3 separate regions of the Mus musculus genome follow, and all the other regions are linked to region 1. The links are chromatin contacts, called in public HiChIP or PLAC-seq and capture Hi-C maps. All regions are on one chromosome and are shown on one strand. Each heading gives the region's core, a stretch centred on a gene start, on an enhancer-like site or on the middle of the called end of the contact. The rest is flanking DNA. Distances are from core to core; before and after follow the strand shown. Region 1 has its middle 4.9 kb from the start of Gm46788. Region 2 has its middle 28 kb from the start of A630075F10Rik. Region 3 has its middle 26 kb from the start of Zfp217.

What was found. HiChIP or PLAC-seq counts read pairs in DNA pulled down with a chosen protein or histone mark. Capture Hi-C pulls out chosen DNA fragments and counts their contacts.
Region 2: a capture Hi-C map of embryonic stem cells shows a contact between it and region 1, with 6 times the contacts expected there. The contact joins two enhancer-like sites. A contact is called at or near these places in 1 of 484 Hi-C or Micro-C datasets (myocytes), 4 of 115 datasets of contacts at active chromatin or transcription factors (embryonic basal ganglia, embryonic stem cells and stem cell-derived neural progenitor cells) and 1 of 9 other capture datasets (embryonic stem cells).
Region 3: a contact with region 1 is called in an H3K27ac HiChIP or PLAC-seq map of embryonic stem cells, with 6 times the contacts expected there. The contact joins two enhancer-like sites. A contact is called at or near these places in 2 of 484 Hi-C or Micro-C datasets (embryonic stem cells and nephron progenitors), 3 of 115 datasets of contacts at active chromatin or transcription factors (differentiating embryonic stem cells and embryonic stem cells) and 1 of 9 other capture datasets (embryonic stem cells).

Annotation. Positions count from the first base shown.
Region 1 is chr2:169,292,179-169,294,878 of GRCm38.p6, reverse strand. No RefSeq gene overlaps it. Among named protein-coding and RNA genes, the nearest start is that of Gm46788, 4.9 kb to the left of the region's middle. Within about 2 kb of position 1,333, at least 4 of the 459 cell types and tissues checked have an H3K27ac peak or open chromatin away from gene starts, as enhancers often do. A contact at or near this core is called in embryonic stem cells, where this site is marked.
Region 2 is chr2:170,041,557-170,044,536 of GRCm38.p6, reverse strand. It overlaps a transcript of Tshz2 not described here. Among named protein-coding and RNA genes, the nearest start is that of A630075F10Rik, 28 kb to the left of the region's middle. Within about 2 kb of position 1,521, at least 24 of the 459 cell types and tissues checked have an H3K27ac peak or open chromatin away from gene starts, as enhancers often do. A contact at or near this core is called in embryonic stem cells, where this site is marked.
Region 3 is chr2:170,103,303-170,106,278 of GRCm38.p6, reverse strand. No RefSeq gene overlaps it. Among named protein-coding and RNA genes, the nearest start is that of Zfp217, 26 kb to the left of the region's middle. Within about 2 kb of position 1,633, at least 10 of the 459 cell types and tissues checked have an H3K27ac peak or open chromatin away from gene starts, as enhancers often do. A contact at or near this core is called in embryonic stem cells, where this site is marked.

The DNA of each region.
Region 1 (2,700 bases), core at 84-2,583:
GCCACCACTGCCTGGCAAGGCTACCTGCCCTCTATAAGAGTATCCTCAAATAGAAAAAGTATAGAGAAAATATTTTTTCTAGAATTTCAACTCTGGGACAATTGAGAGATTGCTGAAAAGGAGGTGAGGTCTCTTCTCGCCCTGCTTTGATTTGCTGGCTGTTGGCTTTTCCTCTTTTAAAATCCACTTCTGAGTATCTACCTGCGTGGGCTCAGCCCCTGATAGGCTTTGTTCAAATTCTGGATGAAGATTCACCGCCTGCCCCCAGCACTCTCACCTAGCTGACTTCTTTGTAATCACACATCTAGGGAATAAACAAGAAGAACTGTGTGTTCGGAAGGAAAGTCATAGATCCTGGCTCGTGTCTGACCTATTCATAAGAAAAATAGAAAGGAGAAAAATATCAACCTTCAGAAGGTCATTGGAGCCTCCTGATATCAAAACACAAATGAGCCGAGTGTCTGAGGAAGCATCCTGGTTCATCAGAGGTAATTTTTCTAAGACACAGCTCCTTAAGGAAAAGCTCCCTTCGTTGCGATTCTGAATCTGTCTCCTGAGAAATCTTGGATGGCTGCTGATTCTTTTGCATTCCTTGACGCCCTTAACTTTCTGGCTGCATGTTAGAAATCATTTTAAATGAATTGAATAAAATTCACAAGTGTTATGTGCCAGCAGATGATGAACTCACAGGAAATATGACTCAAACCCACTTTTTTCATTTTGTTTTCCCCCCCGTAATAAATAGAAATGAACAAATGCGGCTTTAATGACATCTCGGAGCGAGAGCTTTATTGATATATCATCAGTTGGAAGCGTGTAACGCTTTCGTAAAATAAACTCCATTCTGCATATTTATAACCAGATTGAAAAAGGTGTGTTTGTTATTTTGCGTGACATTTCCTAACGATAGTGACGTTTTCTGTATGAAGATATACACGCGCCATCACACAAACACACAATATTTCAGCTTACAGAATGTTTCTTTGATTGAAGGTGGTTTTTTTTTTACTTATTTAGTCTCAATTACTTTTTAACCTGTGCTCACAAACTAAAGAACATCTCTTCTCCTCTTCTCCTGGAAAGCTATAATAAACATGCTTAAAAATTATGTCGTTTAGGAGAAAGTTCAGAGCCAAGTCCTCCCTTGGACCCTTGGGGGTTTGATCCTCAGCCCTAGCTGTGGTTTGGGACAGCTGGAAGTCTTTAGGAGATGCAAAGGACAAAAGGAAAGTGGCTTAGGAAATCCAGATGGGAGGGGTGGGATTCAATGGATGTCTTAAGTGGAAAGGATTGACCCAAACATTTGCATAGCCAAAGGGACCGGTAACAGACTTGAATAGAGATGTTGTTTTACAGCAGGGTGCTGCCAAGGTTTCTGCAGGGAGGGTCCTAAGCCGAGATCTCTGAACACATTAGGCCTGCTGAAGTAGAGCACTAAATGCTAAGAAATGTTTCTTTTCATGTGTGAGAAGGAAGCCACCATCTTTTGAGGTAAGGGTGACCATGTAAGAGAGCAACCGCTCCCCTGTCTTCTTTGTGACAGACAGTAAGCTTCCCTTTCACCTGGCCTCTCTCTCTTTTCCCACCAGAGGCCTTCCATTGGCTGGATCCTGAACATGAAGACTCAGACACCAATGATTGGAACTAAGGATATGCCTGTTCTATTGTCTATTGCTGTAGGAAAATGTCCCCCAAAATGCAATAGCGTAAAACAAAACACCTACCTCCTCTCTCAGCTCCAGTGAGTCAGAGACCCAAGTATGGCTTCACTCAGTCGTACAGCTGAGGTGAGAGGCTTTGGTTTCCAGGCAGAGCTTCCCTTTCTCGTGGGCCATTGTCCGGATAGCACTGTTTGCCTTGCCACAGGATACTTTCCACAGACAGATGAAATCAAGGCAGCTGGTGTCATCAGAGCAAGCCAAGGAAAGTAGCGGCAGGGGAAATCACAGCTTTTGATAGCCTAGTCTTGGTCTGGATGTCCTATCATTTTTACCATATTTGATTTGTTGATAGCAACATGTACATCCATCTACCATTCGTGATGAAAGAATTACACAAGAATATGAATACCAGCAGATGGGAATTGGGGGTGGGGGAGCAGTCAGCCATCTCAGAAACGACCCAATGCCACTGTCCCAAGCAGTACGATAAGATTGGTTTCAAAGAATATGGGTCCCTTCATCCCTGGAGCAAGGGGAAGATCAGTCAGTCAGCATTTCCTGACCTGTGAGTGGAGGCGACCATCAATAGTGTTTGTGTCCCCGAATGGATGTCAGTAGACACAAACATAGAGTTAGATGAAGTAGGCTCATGTTGTGGTGGCTCCCAAGTTTCTGTACAGACGGTCTGATGTTGACATGCCTGCGAATTTGAGGCCAAAACATCCCTGTAATATTTCATAGAACTGAAAAAAAAACAAAAAAACAAAAAAACAACAACAACAAAGCATGCCTTTATTTCCATGTGTGAGGAGTAAGAAAGATTTATATCCAGTCTCAATCTGTTTGCTATGCTGGAGGTAACCACCCAACTTTTATTGGTGTGGAAGGCTCTTTGCTTAGGGAGTTTTCCAGGTGGCTTGGTGACTGTCAAAGTGGAAGGCAGAGAGGGATGCTGTGCAGAAAGCCAAACTGCTCTGTACAAGACCAGAGAATTTCAAATGTCCACTGTGATGATAGAAATGAATCCACTGGTCCCCAG
Region 2 (2,980 bases), core at 272-2,771, 750 kb before region 1:
AACCAATAAAGTGGGCCACTCAGTGGTCTCCACACACAACATGAAATATTAAATTAACCGATCAGAACAGAATACAGCACAACATGGGAAGACTTAGTGGTAAGGACCAAGTAGCTGTGGCCGCTAAATCTAACCTGAAATCCTGAGTTAGGTCCTAGGAAAGCAAAGAAAATGACTAAGAAGTGGGAACATTCAAACATGTTCTGAAGTTTGGTGGCTAGACTGTCAGCACCGATTTCTTGGCTTTGGTCGTTAGACTGTGGTAGGGTGGTCTCCCACAGCAGTGACAAAGCCTGTGGCAGGGTGGCCTCCCACAGCAGTGACAAGCCTCTCCACTGCTTTTCCATCTGTCTCTCTTTTGAACTTTCCATGTGTGCTTGCATCTGCTTTCCCCTCTGTAAGTCAAATATTTCAATATAGGAACTTTTAAAGAGCTGTTGGATGCAATGAGAGTCATCAAGCAACAGGGGAACCTATCACCAAGGACCACTCTTCCCTTTTGTCAGCCTACCTAGGAAACGGGCCAGAAGAGCCAAGAAGAATTTACCCAGGGGACCCAGGAAGCCCAAGGGAGGTTGAGGCTTGGGGTCTGACCTCAGCAAAATGGGGGACTGGCTTCGAGTTTCCCTCAGGCAGTGTTTTTGCGATCTGATCTATACAGTGTCCCCTGGCACTGGGAGACTAGCTCCGAGTCTCCAGTGGACACTTGTGTAACAGTGTGGCATTTACAAAGTGTCCTTTGCAAACCTCTGGTGTAGTTTCACTCCCCTCTAGATGTCCTCTTATTTTATATGTGTGCACACGTGCCTGAGTGTTATGCATGTGCACCGTGTGTGCAGTGCCCATGGAGGCCAGATGGGGGCGTTGGACCCCTAGGAACGGCTGTGAACTCCCTGGTGTGGATGCTGGGAATTGAACCTCGGTTCTTGGCAATAGAACCCCCCCCCCCCCCCCCCCCCCCCCCCCGCTGTTAACCGCTGAGTCATCAGTCCTGCCCCACCTCCAGAGATCTCTCCAGTGGTAGAGGTGCATGCATTTGAACCCAGAGTCTCCAGTTGGTGGCACTGTTTTAGGACATGAGCTTTGCTAGAGGAAATACATCACTGGGAGGTGGGCTTTGAGAGTTTATGTCCTTGTCCCACTTCCGTTCTCCTCTTTCTGCACGTGGTTGAAGATGTAATCTCTCAGCCTCTCGTTCCTGCCACGGTGCCTACTGCTTGGTGCCCTGCTCCCTACCGGAATGGTCTGCGTTGCTTTTTGTCATGGTATTTTGCCACAGCAACGGAAAAGCAAACTAGTGCCTCTTAGAACAGCCCGAAGAACAAACGCAGGGGTTTACAAAGTATACAAAGGGAGCCCAAGGCTTGAGTGGCACGAATAGCCAACAGAGACAGTAGAATTGGGGTCTGCTCCCCACCCCACACCCTCCTGGCCTGTGCGCCCTCCAACTGCAACCACAGAGGAGCAAATACCTTCTGAGGAACCTGGCTGACACAATTGCTCACATCTGATTGGCCAATGCAACCCACGTGGTCAAGCCCAGCCTCAGAAAGAGAAGACTTTGGTGAGAAACTGGAGGGTGTAGATTGTAAACGTTGGGTTTTTGTGAAGTCTTCCTCTCCACTGGCAGAGGAATGGGAGCCATGTGGGGCTGTGCCTGCCCCTTGAGCCAGTAGCTCAGAGGACTTCCCTGCACTGCGCAGTGCATGTGTGTGGCAGGCCGTGGCTTTCTCTAGGTCCGAAGCTAACGCCAGTTGTTCCTTCAGTAGTAGCTGGGCCTGATGGCTTTCATTGCTCGCTTTCACTGCTCAGTGCATTAGTATCCTTGTGCTGGCAACTGAGGTTCTCTGGATCCCGCTCCTGGAGGCTGGTGACTCATGCTCCCAGCCTTTGTGGTCAGACATGGCACCAGCCTCATAGGGGTCTGGGACTCTGAGTGCCAGGTTGGCCAGACAGGTCACCCTGGCTAATTTACATCACTAGTGATTCAAGAGTGCTCAGAATTAGGCTTAGCCAGGGGGACCCCTGCGTCTCTGAGGAATTGGGTAGCCAGTCTGGGAAAACAGTTCCCACCAGTTCGTGTCTCACTCTGTGACATTCTGATTTTGTGACATTTCGCAATAAACCAGCACCTGCCACCCACATGGGAATGGAGTGCGACTCCAGTTAAGGCTTATTTTATTTTATTTTATTTTATTTTATTTTGCTGACTGTAAAGAAGAAACAGGATTTGGGGTACACCAGGGCTTCTTGATCATCTCTCTGTCCATGGCAGGTTCTCTAGCCCCCCACCCCCTTTAAAAATGTTACATTTACTGTAACTGTTGTTTAAAACATAAATAAGGGAAAGAGCATAGAAGATGAATAATGAAAATAAATTCATCTTATTTATGTGTTTATGCACACATTTGACAATTTGACAATTATTCCACACCGCAGGGTCGGTGGCGGTTACATTCTAGAAAGTTCCTTACTTTTTAAGTTTCTCTCCCACTCCTCCTGATTTTTGTCACATCCAACACAGGCACATTAGTATTCCAGGACAGGAGGCCTGGTGTGCACGGCAGGACAACCCTCCGCTCCGGTGTGTTACTTCAGTTCAAGCTTCAGGTAACTGAGACTTGTCAGTCTCTAGGCTCAGATAGGGGCCTCCTGGCAGACACATTCCTTACCGGCAATTCATTCCGCTCCAAAGGAGCAAGGGGGGCAGTGATTAAAAAGAGAAATGAGGGCCCATGAGATGGCTCAGCAGGTAAAGGGGCTTGCCAACAAACCCGAGGACACGTGTTCAATCCCTGATGGGAGAAGATCCCTGAGAAGGGGAAAACTAAATCACACAAGCTGTCTTCTGAGCCTGCACTCCCCCGCACGGATTGTAATCAATAAATAAAGGAAGAAGGATGTAGGCTCCCCCACCCCCTTTTAAAAAAGGAGCTAAGGCTTGGAGGCAGTGTGTGTGTGTGTGTGTGTGTGTGTGTGT
Region 3 (2,976 bases), core at 384-2,883, 810 kb before region 1:
GAGGCAGCTGGGATCTGCCCTGTGTGGTTGCTGGCAATTGAACTCCAGGTCCTCTGGAAAAGCCGTAAGTGCTTTTAACCACTGAGCCAAAGTTTCTCAAGTCCTTAATTATGTGCATGTGACTGCGGGTGCCACAGAGGCCAGAGCGTATTCCGTAGAGCAGCAAGCACTCTGAAGGGTTGAGCTCTCTCCACCACGAGAAATGGAGAGGGTTAGAACTCACTTTGAGCAGGGAGAGGGGGAGGGTTTTTATTTTTATTTTTTTCCTTGTTATTTTCATCTTTTAGGGTGTGGAGCACGTGCACACACCCACACACACCCACACACACACACCCCTTACTGAGTTACCCTGCTCTCCAGCTCTTGCCTGTCCACAGTCTAGTCTGACTTTCCCAGTGGTCCGAACAGGGGGTGTTCTGTGTGATAATTAGCACCATGACTTCAGCCCACTCTACATAATGCAGTGCTCCATCTGCATTGACCTTTGTCGTTGTTGCCCCAGAATAGCAAAATTGTTAGAAATTCGGCTTGTCAGGTTTCACTAGACCTGCTGGGTCAGGCACCACGTGGGTGGGGCAGCACCTAGGTCCTTTGCAGGCAGGGACTGGGTTGTCCTAGGATCGGATCCTTCCTGAGGACAGCCATGGACTGGACTCCAAACGGAGCAGAGAGCAGCTGTCTAGATCATAAAGGTGAACAATGTCATCCTGCAGTTAGCTCAAACATACACATCTTTGAAAACTTGCCCTGGTTGTCAGTTGTGGGTGCGGGGGCAAGGGAATGGTCTTTGCTCCTGCTGGAGCCATTGGTGGTGACACTTAATAGTTTTAAGGGAAGAGCCTGCAGATCTTGTTTTGCTATTTCCCCCAGCGGCATCAGAAACCCAGTTTAATTTAGAAAAAGAACAAACCAGGCTGAGAAGGTTGCCAGAGTACTTGCTTAGAGCGTTAAGCCCTGGCAGGGGAGAGCTATGGTGGGCATGTCCAACATACATTGTTATTAGACCGAAGGAGGCTTTGTCTCCTTGATGGCGTCCTTGATGGCATCCTTGATGGCGTGCCTATGTCAACAGCAGGCATTCCAACAGCGTCATTCACTCCGGTCTGCTCACTACCTGTTAGGATGCCTCCACCTTCTGCCTAGCAGTGGAAGCGGGCAAGTTGTCCTGTGGCGGCTCATCCCCAGAATCCCAGCGTGTGGGAGGTGGAGGCAAAAGGACCGGGAGTTTAAGCCTGGTCTGTCTCAAAAAGACAACAGACCAGCCAGCCACCAATAAAAACCCCAGTAGATGGTCCTGGAGGGGAAAACTTTCTAACCCTGAGAGGAGGAGCCTCTGGTCCTCCATGCAGCAGTGTGAGAGTTGAACCTGTCTCTTCTGCTCTACCATGCCTCCTCCTGTCTGTCACTTAAAAAGATGATCCCAGGGTTCTGTTCCGAGTACCCTGCAGCTCACAAGCCAAGGGTTGATGCCCGCCTGCATGAGGGCTTTGTATGTATGTATGTATGTATGTATGTATGTATGTATGTATGCATGTGCACCTGTGTGCGTGGTGCTTGAGGCCTGAAGAGAGCATGCGATCCCTTGGAACTAGAGTCACAGATGGTTGTGAGCCACCACGAGTGGGTGCTAGAAGCTGAGCTCTTCCTCCGGAAGAACAGCCAGTGCTCATGACCACAGAGCCATCTCTCCATCCTGTAGGGCTTGGTGTGTGCACGTGTGTGTGTGTGTGTGTGTGTGTGTGTGTTTGCCAGGTATGGTGGCTTAAGCCTTTAATTCCAGCATCCAGAAGGCAGAGGCAGGTGGATCTCTGAGTTCAAGACTAGCCAGGTCTATAGCTCTAGTTCCAGTACAGCCGGGGCTGTACAAAGAAACCCTGTCTCAATTCACCCCCCCCACCCCAATTTAAAATTTGTTTTAATCTCTTTTTTTGGGGAGGGGGGCAGGGTCTTAATGCAACTCAGGGTGGCCTTAGACTATCATGTAGCTGGGGACAATCTTTATTGGCCTCCACCTTGACTGATGGTTGTGGCTCAGTTGCTATCTTATTCTGTCCAAATTAATACACTCAAATCTTACAACTGTGATACAGGGTTGTGTTTTAAGTTTCCCTATGTGTCTGACATTTTTGCTAATACGTATCAATCTCGTAAGTTTAGGAACGGGCCAAAAATCTTTCAGTCCAAGTGAACGGAAGCTTCAAACCTTTGCCACACGGTGGCGCTGGCATCAGGCACATGGCACTCTGTGGCTGCTCCTTCCTGGTGCTGAGAGTTCTGTGTGACCAGAGTGATGTGGCTTTGGGTTTTCGAGAGGATGCACAGTGGCTCTGGCAGCCAATCCTGTCCGCGAGTAGTATTTTTCACAGCCCTTGCCATCCTGATGAAATTGCTCTCAATAAAAAAAATCTACCAAGTCAAATAGTCTGTCAATGGTTCAAATCCCCCAATAGTACTGAAGTCTGGATAGTGGAAAATAAGGATCTACATTCACCCTTCCTCCACTGCCTTTTCTCCTGATTGGATGACTGTACGAGCTTGTGTGGTGTGTGTTTGTGAGTGTATGGGAGAGTGTGTGAATGAATGTGTGTGTGCATGTATGTGCATGTGTGCTTGTGTGTGGTGGTGACCTTTGCAGAGCTTCAACTCGTGTCTAGTCACTCTTGCGTTTGAATCTTCTCCATTTCAAAGGCACTTGGTGAGGTGGTAGAAGGATTCGGGAGGATCAGGAGGTCAAGGTCAAGGTCAAGGTCAAGGTTGGCTACTGAGCATCTTTGAAGCCAGCCAGTGCTACACTGCTGTTTGTCCCAAAACCAACTCCCATTCTCACACACAAAATGCCAAGCAAACCGAACAACAACCAAAAACAGCTTAGTTGGCGAGTGCCTGGTAACAGGCAAACCCTAGGTCCCATCCTCAGAACCACATTCTCTGGGTTTGGAGTTGTGTGGTATAAAGGGTTATCATCTGAGCCAGACC